Linked DNA regions of Sus scrofa: region 2 is linked to region 1. A link is a contact called in public HiChIP or PLAC-seq data. All regions are on one chromosome and are shown on one strand. The core of a region is the stretch at or near the end of the contact, and the rest is flanking DNA. Distances in the headings are between cores, read along the strand shown.

Region 1 (6,067 bases), core at 2,203-4,702:
GACCCCTAGCCTTGGAACCTCCATATGCCGCAGGTGCGGCCCTAGAAAAAGACAAAAAAAAAAAGCATTCCCATCACTTCACCTCCCTCTGGAGCAAAGCAGACCTGAGTCTGAGTCCCAGGTCTACCTATTTCAAAGCCTCAGTCACCTCACTGTGAAATGGGACTAATCCCACACAGAACCGTTGGGGAGATTCACATAGCACATAGCATGTGTCAAGAACATCTTTTGGGCAAACCTTTGAGTTCTAGCAAAGAGCAGCAGGAAGACCCCACAACTGCCCCAAGGCAGGAAGGGACAGTGGCTGGGGCAGACATCAGAAATGAACTGGGCCCTCACCCCACATCTTTATGTCCAGGATACCTTCCAGCTGCCCAGCCTTCGGGACCCTGGCATGCCACCCATCACCAAGATCACAGTGCTGGAAGAGGAAGAGAAGAAGCCAGGGCCCTGGGAGTCCAAGTCAGGGCCCTGGGAGTCCAATGACAGCTCAGGGACCTGCAGCCACCCCACTCTGGTCCAGGCCTATGTGCTCCAGGGGGACCCAAGAGTACCTGCCACCCAGGCCCAGCCCCAGTCCAGCACCAGTGACCAGGTCCTTTATGTGCAGGTGCTGGGCAGCCCCACGAGCCCAGGGCCTGGGCACTACCTCCGCTGCGACTCCACTCAGCCCCTCTTGGGGGGCCTCACCCCCAGCCCCAAGTCCTATGAGAACCTCTGGTTCCAGACAAGCCCCCTGGGGACCCCAGAACCCTTAGTCCCAAACCCAGAGGATGATTGTATCTTTGAGCCACTGCTTGACTTCCCTCTCCTGCAGGGGCTCCGGGTCAGTGGGGCAGAGGGGCTAGGGGGCTTCTAGGGCTTCCTGGGACCCCCACCTGGGCCTGCTTCTTGATAAGCCTGGACCATCCAAAGAAGAGGAGGTCAGTAAGCCCATCACTAAAACACCACTCAGCCCCAGCAAAGGCAGAAAGGCTCCCAGATGCCCCCAGCATCCCTCCCCCAACATCCCCATCTCATTGGGCTGGGCCTCCCACTTCAAAGGCCAGAGAATGCTTTGTCCAGACCTGTCCACTAGCCTTTTGTACTTTTTTCCTGTAATTTCAGTGTCTTAAACTGGTTTAAGGTTTGATTCGGTTTGGCTTGGTTTTGAGAAACTCCTGAGTGTGCCTGAATCTCTGTTCTTTTTCTTCTCAGAGCCCTTAGCAGTGTGGGGGGGATCGAAATCATTCGTTCATTCTTTGTTTTTTCTTTGTTGTGATTTTTATGTTTTCCATTGTAGCTGATTTAGTGTTCTGTCGATTTCTACTGCACAGCAAAGTGACCCAGTCATATATATACATACTCTTCTTCTCACATTATCCTCCATCGTGCTTCATCACAAGTAACGGGATGTAGTTCCCTGTGCTATACAGCAGCATCTCATTGCTCATCCACTCCAAACACAACAGTTTGCATTTATTAACCCCAGACTCCCAGGCCATCCCACTCCCTCCCCCTGCCACGTTCGTGTCTTCTTGCCTTAATTACTTCATTCCACCCTCAGCTAGCTTCTAGGCCCTGTGCTGGCAGTGGGGGTTCAAACCCAACGAGGCTCAGTCCATCCTCGCAGAGCTCCCAATCTAGTGATATAGACTTGAAAGATGACCACCAGAGCACAGTGGCCAGGGTTGCCGAGGGAGTCACGGAGGAACACACCTCGGGAACAGACACAGGGAACAGACCTCGGAAAAGAGTAACCCCTGCTGCGATGTATAATTAAAAACAAAGTCTCCCTAAAACATCTCTCCACAAGGGTAGAAGAGGAAGAAAACAGTGTTTTAATTGAATGAGAATTAAATCAGAATGCGATGCGCGACACAGGCAATCAGCTCAAGAGCTTGCAAAGACAAAAAAGCACCCTTTCACAGCCAAGCGGACACAACTTATGCATTTTCTCAAGATAATCAATAACTAGTCCTCAAGTAACAGGACTTGACAGCACTATTTGTCACACTGGGGTCATCCTAAATTCAGCTGGGAAATGGGGTAGCTACCTGGACTTGCTAATCACATTTATTCAAAGGAAAAATTAATTTCTCTTATCTTTATGAGAGGAGGTTGGCAACTCGGAGCTGGGCACTAGCTGAAGTTAGGCTCCCACCCTCCTGCAGAAACTGGAAGACAGAAGTACTATCTTTCTCAATGATTACATCTCAGAGCCGGCTCCCAGATCCTTGAGCCAGACATGCCTGAGTTGTAAAACTGGCAAGAGGCTCGTTTAGCTTTTTAAAAGATTTACATACTTCTCAAAAGAGCAGAGAAAGAATTCGCAGGTACACCTATTCCAAAGTAAATGCTCTGGAGTTCCCCGTCATGGCTCAGCAGTAAAGAAGCGACTAGTATCCATGAGGATACAGGTTCCATCCCTGGCCTTGCTCAGTGAGTTAAGGATCCAGCATTACGGGGAGCTGTGGTGTAGGCCGGCAGCTGGGATTCGACCCCTGGCCTGGGAACTTCCATATGCTGTGGGTGTGGCCCTAAAAAGACACACACACACAAATAAATAAATAAAGTAAATGCTCTAAGGCATTCCCTGTGACTCAGTGGGTTAAGGATCCAGTGTTGTCACTGTGTGGCTTGGGTCGCTGCTATGATTAGGGTTCGACCCCTGGCCTTCTGCATGCTGCGGGCATGGCCAAAAAATTAAAAATAAAATAAAATGCTCTAAGAAAAGCAAGGGGGAAGAGAGTCTCCCTTTTTTGCACCGGGGAAAATAAAGATTTATTTTTCCTACTTTTAATTTGCATTTATCCTTAAACTCATTTCACAAATATCACAACTAATATTTCTTGATTGTTTACTACAGTCCAGATGCTTTGCACACAACTGCCCCAGTTAATCTTCTAACAACCTAAAAGATCGATACTGTTATTACCACCCCATATCATGGAGGAGTAAATACACTGTGGCCCAGAAAGGTTGAGGGACTTGCCTACAAAATCACACAGAGAGTAAATGGCTGAGCTAGGATTCCAGCCCAGGGCTGTCCAAACTCAGCGACCTTAATTACCACGCTGCAATGCTGCCAAAAAGGATGAAACCCAGTAATTCCTATGCGGCCCCATCCTGGACTGGGGCTAAGGCCACAGGATGCTAGATTAGGGGTAAAAGACCAAGGCAGGTCCCATGGAAGCCCTCAAGATAATCGGAGCCGAGGTCAGGAAAATAGAATGGGATTAAAGGTGGGATGCACGCTCAAGAAATAGTAGCATCTTAGATTTTATACAGCACCGCACACCATTAACAAAGCCAGGCAAAGTCCAAGCCCTCCCACCCCCTCGAACCGCCAAGCTCACACAACAGCTACCTAGACCTCCCCTCCGCCCAACTGCGCGCCTTAAGAGAGGCCTACCTTCCAATCTATCATCTCGGTTCTCATCTGCTCCGGTCTCGCGACTGCACTCGATTGATCGAGCCTGAGCCAACATGGCAGCGCCCATGTAAGTACAGTCCGTACCGCGAAGGCGACGGAGGCCGCGGCGAGGGTCAGAAGTCACCATGCTGAGGGCGGCGTGGAGGGCGCTGAGTTCGATTAGGACCCAGGCAGTGACCCAGGCCCCAGTCCTCGGGCTTCCGGGCGGAGGGTGCGCCAGGTTTCCCTCTGTCCAGCGGGCCCTTCCCTCACGTCCTGCAGGTGAGGAGCTGAGAAGCCCGACAGCGGGTGTAGGGAAACGGGGTTCGGCGGAGATAGAGGATACCGGGGAAGAGGCTGGAGGGGGAGTGTAGCGGCAGAACAAAGAGCGGTCGCGGACGAAGTAAGGCGAGGTGGGAGAGAGCTGGGACATCGGTGTGCGGAAGAACTGGGGCGGCGGTTCCGCGCAGAGGCACAGAGACCATGGAGGAAAAGTAGTGCGAGGGCCGTAGACGAGAATCGAGCCTGAACTGTTTAAGGACATGGGCTTCAGCCCTTTCTCTCTTGCGTAGGTCTCATTCTCCGGGCCGCCCGTGGATATGCCGCCCAAAAGCCAGGTAGGAGGTCTTGGGTTGGACTTGAGACGGAAAAGAGATTGCCTGGAAGGGGTGGGGTGACCAAGGGGACAGAGGTGGCTAGTTAGAGCCACTAGGTGGGGGAGGCTGCAGGGGGGATTGGCCAGAGGACCTGCGAAGAAAGCCACGTCCACCTAGTCACAAAGCCGCAGGCCTGGAGCCCGCCTGAAAGGTAAGGGGAGGGGAGATGAACATTAGGAGCAGGAGTTTTGGGGGTCGATGTGAATGGAAATGAGCCAGCCAGGGGGAATGCGTGGCTGGCACTACCCAAGCTCACCTGGGTAGCACAGCATTTGCGTCCTCCCTTTCTTGTTTCCCATTTCTAGGCAGTGTTCACATCTCTGTTACTTGATATTATTTACTTATTTGCATAGGGGAGGAGCAGGGTCTGACTGGAGAAGACAGGCTCATCTCCCATTGCCTCTGCCTCAACAGTAAGCACACGCCCGGGCCCATTTCCTGTGGTCTCTATTTGGTGCTTATGTTGCAGGTGTCTTAAAGCTAAGAGTTCCTCCTCAACCCCCTTATTTCATTCATGCAATTAGCTAGTGAGTGTTGAGTGCCTCTTCTGTGGTGGGCCACAAACCAGACTGTGCGGGATTCAGAGGGAGTCAAACTTCACAGGAGGACCCATCCACGTAGGACACCTGATAACTGTAGAGCCAGATGGGTGTGTGAGAGATGCGAGCACAGTACAGGGTCTTGGGAAAGGCTCTCTGCTCCCAGCATGATATATCAGGACAGGTACCCACAGGATTTGCAGAAGAGAAACAGCCCAGAGATATCCAGTGCCTTGCCTGAGAACCTGGATGTGTCTGACAGTGTTCGTTTGGTGAGAAGGGCCAAGTCTGGGAGGATGGGCAGTGAGAACTGACTGTTTTCCATCCCTACCCTTGACAGTCCAGCCCAACCAAGATGACCCGCCTCCTTCCATGCTGCTCCTGGACTACCAGAACGTGCCTGGAATTCATAAGTAAGCAGGAAGAAATCTCTTCGATGAAGCAGGGGGCCCTGGGAGGATTGGCAAGGAAAGGGCTTCAGGGTGGAGGCCTGCTGTATCTGAAGCTTGATTATGGAACAGGGCAGAGAACTAGAGAAGCCCAGGCAGGGTGAAGGTGAATGGGCAGTAGGGGCAGATGGAGCTCTGGATAAAGACCCTCTACTCTACCCTTAGATATCAAGGAGTCACCATGCCTCACAGGTCTTTGTGGAAATCTCTCATCTCTTGATCCTATGTGAGAAGAAAGAGTATCCCCCTTTTGTAGATTAGCAGACTGCCCAGAGTCATGCAGCTCCTAAGGGGCAGACCTGGAGTCTGAATCAGGGCTGAAAGACACCAAAACCAAGACCCTCTGCTCAGCCCCTCTCCTCTGCAAGGTGGGAGCTGGGCAGTCCCTCCAGTCCTTCCCACTATGCAATGTAACATGAGAAAGAAACAATGATTTTAGAATTGAAGTGTTTCAAGACAGACTGAACCATATTCCAGCTAAAATGGGAATCCTCTTTTTGCCTTCACTGTGATGAGCCTGGAACACTCAAGTTGACAGCCCCAGTTTTCTGTAGTTATCAGGTCATTCCATATTCTCAGCTCAGCAAATCAGATCCATGCTGACTTTTAATCCCTGAGAAATGGTGCCCCACTTCCAGAGAGACTTGTGTTGTAAAAGAAATTTTGAATCATCCTTGCTTTTCAGACTAAAATGAAAATAGCATTGCTTCCCTTTCCCCCCTCCCACTACACCTGTCTCTCATTGCTATGGTTTTTCCACAGGGTTGATGATGTTGTGAAAAGACTCTTATCTTTGGAAATGGCCAACCAGGTGAGTAACCTTTGCCAAACCTCAGCATCTCTCAGTCCTCTCCTCTGGGACCCCCTCCTACACAGGTAACACCGCCCATCCATGCTTCTCAAGTCCCAGCACTTAACCCACTGTCATTCTGTGTCTACTTGTCAATACCCCCAGACCAAGCATCTCCAGGGCAGGGACAGTCTTACTCCCCCAGGGACCCTTAGCACCTGACAAATGGTAGGTACCTA
Region 2 (6,067 bases), core at 2,442-4,941, 990 kb before region 1:
GCCTGGATCCCTGCCTCAGGAATGCAGGCTACACACGTACCTGGCCACCTCCTTTGGTCCACAAGTGTCCAACCTGCAGAGGCCCCATCTCAGGCTGGCATGTGCAAGCCTGGGGACTGAACGGGGACTTCTGGGGTAGGGCACTGCCTCTGGGCATCAGAAGTCCTGGCTGGGACAAGTCTGCTCTCGGCTGCCCCCGCCCCCAGAATATTCCACAATCAGGCAGTCAGAAGCCTTACTCTCAGCAGAAGTGGAACACAACATCCATCCAGTCCCGGATGTTGCCCTTCCAAGGCGGGTATGTGGCCCCCTACAGGGTCCCTGTCACTGCCAGGGAGAAGCTCTGCTGGCACAGGAAAACCAGGCATCCTCCCGCCGCCACCGCAGTCCCGTCTGCCCAGAAGGTCAGGGCCCCCAGCCTGGCTAATGACACTGGTGAGATGTGCCATGGTGTAGGAGACTCCAGCTCGGTGGCTCCCGCCCGAGGGCAGAGAGCAGGGCTGAGTTGGGCTACCCAGGTGAAAAGATCTGCCTGGGCTGGGCCCAGCGACTGGGGAAAAATTCCCTTAGAAGGAAACAGAGGTGAATTTCCCCACGATTTGCATACGGCAGGGGCTGGCCCGCCTGCCCCTCGGGGGGGGGGAGGGGGCAGGAGGGCAGCAACCCAGCCGCAGCGGGGACAGGAAGTTCGAGGCTGGAATTCCCCTCCTGCTCCTGCCCCAGCTCAGAAAACCCCTGCGGCTCAGCCTCCGGCCTCCCCTCCACCCCCCGCCCCTCCTCCTGCCCAGGCCCCTCCTCCTCCTACCGGGACACAAACACACGGAGCACATGGCTGCCCCTGGGGCTCCGTGCTCTGGGGCCCTACCCCCAGAGGAAGGGGTCACAGACGCACCCCAGCTCCTGACCCAGCTAACTGCTGGAGCCTGAGAGGGGTCCCCTGACTCTTACTAAAGCACACGCTGTGACCGGTTACAGCTGGCCCGCGGGAGCCGGCTTGCCTCCATGTCCACCTGGGCCCAGCCCATTTCAGAGAAGTGAAGACGGACCACCAAGGTGGCCGGAATAGGGCCACCTGTGCACTTGCTGAGCTGGGCCAGGACCAGCCAGACAGCTGACTTGCCCCCAGGGAGGCCAGGTGTGGGAGGGGCAGGGGGGCCAAAGGCACAGAGCTGGCTCAGGAGGTACCCCCCCCCCAGGGACCCCTCAGGGAAGCTGAGGAAGAAGCCCTACCCACCCCACACCCATGTCTGGGGTCTCCCTGTCCGCACCCACAGGAACGTTTCCTTGTGAACCATCCACCCAATCCTGACTCAGCAGCCTGCCTGGAAGGGACTGGGAGAAAACAGGGCCGGAGGGCAGGGCCTGGATGGAAAGGAGGTCTGGGCTTCCCAGAGCCAGTGGCAGCCCTGTGCCCCCTTCCCTGTGAGAGCCTTGCTGGGGAGACAGGGGGGGTGGTTCCTGGGGTTGAGTCCTGGCTCTGGCCCCCAGGGAGCCCCCGGAGCCCTGTCCAGCCCAAGTGGCTCAGGCTGAAGCAGAGGGGACCTAAGTCACAGCTCCCCTGAAGCCAAAGCATCAGGCCAGCCACACACACCCGATGTAGATAGAGCCAGATCCTCAAGGTTACTCTCGGTCATAGCTACAAAGCCCTCAAGAGCTGGGCCGGCTTCCTCGGGAGCCCAGGTCTGGGACAACAAGGACTCAGAAGTCTGAGACCCTCCCCGAAGAGCAGTGACAGTAACAACCACTACTACAGATTACTAAGCTCTTACTTCTCTCCAGGTTCTGTGCGCTTACTGCTCACAGCTCACAGCCTGAGGGGTGGGTTAGCCCCATCTCTGGGAGGAGGGAAGGAGCCTCCTGGAGGGGCGGGCTGGAGCCCAAGGCCTGATCCCTTAACCTTGTCACAGGAGAGAAACCGAGACCAAGTGCTGGCCCTCACAAAGAGCCTAAGGCTGCTCTGGAGAAATAAAGACTTGAGCTCAAATCCCTGCTCTGGCACTTAACAGTAGTGTGACCCTGAGCAACTCTCTGAGTCCCTAAAACATCCTGAAACCCACTCCCAAGAAGCCGTGAGGACTAAGAGAGCGTCCAGGCACACAGAAGGGCCCCCAGAAAGGGCTTTCCCTGCCTCCAGACCGGTCTGAGACGAGGTCAAACTCCTTCCTAAGGTCCTTTCTACCAGAGGTGCAGAGACACAGGGCCACCATTCCCGGCCACCGTCTTGGCCACAGAAGTGACATGTACCTCATGGCCACGTTGCTCCCATCGATGACCACGGGCCTCAGGTCACCACCCTCCTTGTCCTCCTCAGAGGGTGAGGGTTCCACGGTGGGAGCCTTGGGGGTGCCCCCACCACGGGGGACCAGAGGCAGCTGAGGGCAGGGGTCCGGTGACACCTGGCACTCCCGCTCGGCCGCTGACCCATGCTTCACCAGCTCGCCCAGCACTGTGTTGGTGTCTGCCTGGACCCCCAGCTTCTGCAGGACACTGTGGATCTCGGCAGAGGAGTAGCCCAGCTTCCGGAAGAAGTCAACCTTCATCTGTAGCTCCGTGGTCATCACCTCCTCGGCAGTGGGCTCCTGGGCCGGCCTTGGGGTCTCTCGGCAGCTTTTGTGGTCTTCAAGTTCCCACAGATTCATGGTGGGGCCGGGTGGGCCTCTTTCCACTGGCCACTCACAGCTCAGACTGGTGAAAGGCACTTGTCACAGCTCCTGGAGGACAAGCACAAAAGTTAGGGACGGGGAATGATTCTCTCCAACTCCCACCCCATCCAAGAGGATGAGGCCACACTAGGGGCAGTATGAAAAGCCATTTGGGGGTGTTACCTCTGTTATTCCTCCAAAAGCCCTCCCAGGGAGGGATCCTCAAGTCCCATTACATAAAGGATGAAACTGAGCCACAGACAGTAAGAACTTGCTCAAGGTCATCCAGCTGTTAGCGGGTGGGGCAAGGATTTGAACTTAGGCAGTCTGATTACTCCTCCCCCTCTACCCTCAGCCCTCCCCCTCCTCGACAAACTCAGGGACCCAGAAGTCGCGGGTGGCCTTCGAGGGCCTCGCCGCGCCCCCACAGCCGCGGGGCGGGGTTTTCAGATGGAAACCCGCTGGGTTGCAAGTGCGCTAGAAGGGGGGCGGGGGTTCCCCGTCGAAACCATCAACCATCGTCTTCTCCAGTCCGTCTGCCGCGTGCTTGGAACCCAGGCTCAGGAGGCGGAGGGCCAGTGGCCAGACGCCCGGACCGGGGGAGGGGAAGTTTCCGGGGCGACCCACCACCAGCGAGAAAAGTTGCCGGGAAACTCTGGTTGGCCTCCGGGCTCGGTGACGCGGAGGCTGTCCCGGCCCAGAGCCTCTCGCTCGGCTCCCCCTCCAGACTTCGGTCTTCCTACTCCCAGGATCCCCCAACTTGGGCTAAGTTGGAAGCGGTCCCGAGGACCGGCGAGGCCGGAGGGGACAGGCCCCACGTCCCTCCGGCTCCGGTCAGTCCCAGCCTGCGCCCACCCCACCCCCCCTCCGCCCGCCCCGAGGTCCGCGCCCCCGCCGCGCGCGCGCGCGCGCGCCTCACCCCACCGTGCGCCGGCCGCGGCGGGCGGCGTCTCCATGGGGCCGAGTCCCGGAGGCTAGGCCGGCGGCGCCTTTATACCGGGCGGGTGGGCGGGCAGGTGGCGTTCGGGACCGTGACGCGGAAGCTGGGCAGGGGAGGCGAGAGCCGGCCCGAGCGGCAGGGGGCGGAGCGGCCACCGCCCCTTCCTGCTCCGCCCCCTGCGCCGCCCCGCCCCGCCCTGGCCTCCGGCCCCGCCCCCGCAGCCGGAGCGCGCTCTGCCCGGCCAGGAATGTGGTCAGCGGTCGCCGTTCGCAGCCCCTTATTTGAGCCTCGAGGCGCCCCCGGGGCGGCGCGATCTGCAGGGCAGGAGTGTACGGCCAACAGGCATAAGGTAAGCCCAGGTTGGACCAGGTAAGCGATCCGAGTCTGGCGCGGGCTGACCGAGAGTACGGCAGTACAACACAGGTATAGCTGCGGTCGTTCAGACTTAAGTATGCGGAAGGTACAGTCTGGGGTGCATCGAGTGAATCAAGTGCACAAAGGTTGGTCCACACACCACGGGAGGCAGAGCCATGGTTATAAAGACAGGTACACCCAGGCGGGCACCTTTCTCATTGAGACAGGAAGACTCAACAGGTAACCGTGACTGGAGCAGGTACACAGAAGTGGGGCCCCACCCAGGGCCAAGTACATTTTTTTTTTTTTTTTTTCTGAAATAAGGACCTTGCTGGGATAGAAAGGCAGGTACAACCTGCCTTGTCCCAGCTGGAAAGACTTGCAAGCAGCACCAGGAGCTCCAGTTCCATGGCACCAGGTGCCACCTATGTCACTTTTGAAATCACCAGTGACCCCACCTAGCTAACTCCCTGCTTTGTTGCCTGGTCATCTTTAAAGACCCCGAAGGATCTCCACGTCAGTGCCCCCCAGGCACAGCAACCCCAGGAGCTGGCCTCCAGGAGAGAGAGAAAACAAGCCTTCCCCCAGATCACATCCAGGGCTGGGCTCCTCTCTGTGCTCCCCACCACTCCTGCTGAGCACTGTGTGTGCCGGTAGCCTTAATCTTCACACAAGGGCCACTTTTAGAGTTGAGAAAAGTTCAGTGAAAAGTGCTGTATATTTAGACATGTGCTCATGTGTAGTAACTCCCTTTAAGATAGTAAGAATATTAAATGAGTCCAGATTAATCAGCATAATGATGATAGTCAACCACAGCGATAATGCCTCGCATTTATGGAGGACTCACTGGGCGGCAGGCACGGTGCCAACGCCTTGCAGACACTTCCGTGCCTTTGCATCTCTCCTCCTCGGCCCAGGAGTGCTCTCCCCTTCTTCCCTGGCTACAGCTGCCTGGCCAATTCTGTTCCTCTTTTGGATGATGTCACCTCCTCTGTGAGGCCTGCCCAGACTCCTTTGGTGCTGAGTTGCTTCCTCCTTAGTGCTCCCACAGCACCCTGCCTGTGTCCCTACGTGCTGGATTGTGATTGCCTGCTTGGACCGCCTCCGGGGCCAGGGCCGGGCTGGGACTCCGCCTGTAATCCCTGGCCCCGTGCTACCCAGCACTGTGCCAGTGGGAGCCAGCAGGGCTGGGGGATGAGTCACGCAGCTCCGTGTCCTCCCAGAGTGAGCTGCAGTCTCGCTCTCTTCCGGCTTGTAAAGGCAGCTCTTTCCCGAGAAGCTGACTCTCTTCTGCAGAACGCAGGGCTGCTCTGGGGAAACCCTCCTCCACTTACCCCTGGATTTTGCACACCCCGGCCCCAAACCCCAGGAGACCTCTGGATCAAATGTGCCGAGCCCACACCCCTTCCTCTGCCTCTTGCATGCCGGTCCCAGTGGCTTGGCTTGCCAGCTTCCTTCCTGGAGCCTTCCTGCTCTCCTGCCATCTGCCTTCACCTGGCCAGCCTGGGCGGGGTCTGCAGAGTTCCAGGAATGGTCACCCACTAGATGGGCGATGGGGAGAGGTTGGAGAGGGAAAGGTCCCAGGAATTACTTTGCCCTTTGGTAACTCCACTGGGAAGCTCAGATGGGAGCACACAGGAGCTAGGTCACCTCTGTAGGAAGAGTGGGCAGACTGCCCCCGAGCCTTAGCAGAGTGGTTTTGCAGAGGTTCAGTTCCACAAGGTCTCTTGGAAATGGAGAAAGGGACAGATTCCTTTCATGTTTTGAGCTCCTAGTATGTTTTACATTTTATTTTATTTTTCTATTCTATTCATTTTCTTTTTTCTTTACTTTTCTTTTCTTTTCTGTGCCCATGGCATACATTTGGGCCAGGGATCAAACCTATGTCACAGTAGTGACAACACCGGATCCTTAAACACTAGGCTACCAGGGAACTCCAGCTTCCAGTATATTTTAAAAAGACTTGTCACAGTAGAGCTACAAAAATTGAAGTGTGGGAGTTCCCTGGTGACACAACAAGTTAAGGATCCAGCGTTGTCACTGAAGTAGCTTGGGTCACTGCTGTGGCTTGGGTTCAGTCCCTGGCCCGGGAACTTCCACACACCACAGGTGTGGCCAGAAAAAATTGAAT

The links. HiChIP or PLAC-seq counts read pairs in DNA pulled down with a chosen protein or histone mark.
Region 2: an H3K27ac HiChIP or PLAC-seq map of alveolar macrophages shows a contact between it and region 1. The contact joins the promoter of ZC3H12A here to the promoter of MRPS15 in region 1. A contact is called at or near these places in 1 of 5 promoter capture datasets (fetal skeletal muscle) and 2 of 2 datasets of contacts at active chromatin or transcription factors (alveolar macrophages and skeletal muscle).

What each region holds. Positions count from the first base shown.
Region 1 is chr6:92,545,224-92,551,290 of Sscrofa11.1, reverse strand. It overlaps MRPS15 (28S ribosomal protein S15, mitochondrial), which reads left to right and starts at 3,452. Exons shown (of 8, transcript XM_021095959.1): 1 at 3,452-3,676; 2 at 3,967-4,011; 3 at 4,930-5,002; 4 at 5,801-5,849. The coding sequence starts at 3,541. It overlaps LOC102167570 (a long non-coding RNA gene), which reads right to left and starts at 3,546. Exons shown (of 5, transcript XR_002344972.1): 1 at 3,395-3,546. CSF3R (granulocyte colony-stimulating factor receptor) reads left to right here. Exons shown (of 17, transcript XM_021095950.1): 17 at 359-1,132. The coding sequence ends at 859.
Region 2 is chr6:93,538,958-93,545,024 of Sscrofa11.1, reverse strand. ZC3H12A (endoribonuclease ZC3H12A) reads right to left here and starts at 3,691. Exons shown (of 6, transcript XM_021095963.1): 1 at 3,567-3,691; 2 at 2,245-2,711. The coding sequence starts at 2,639.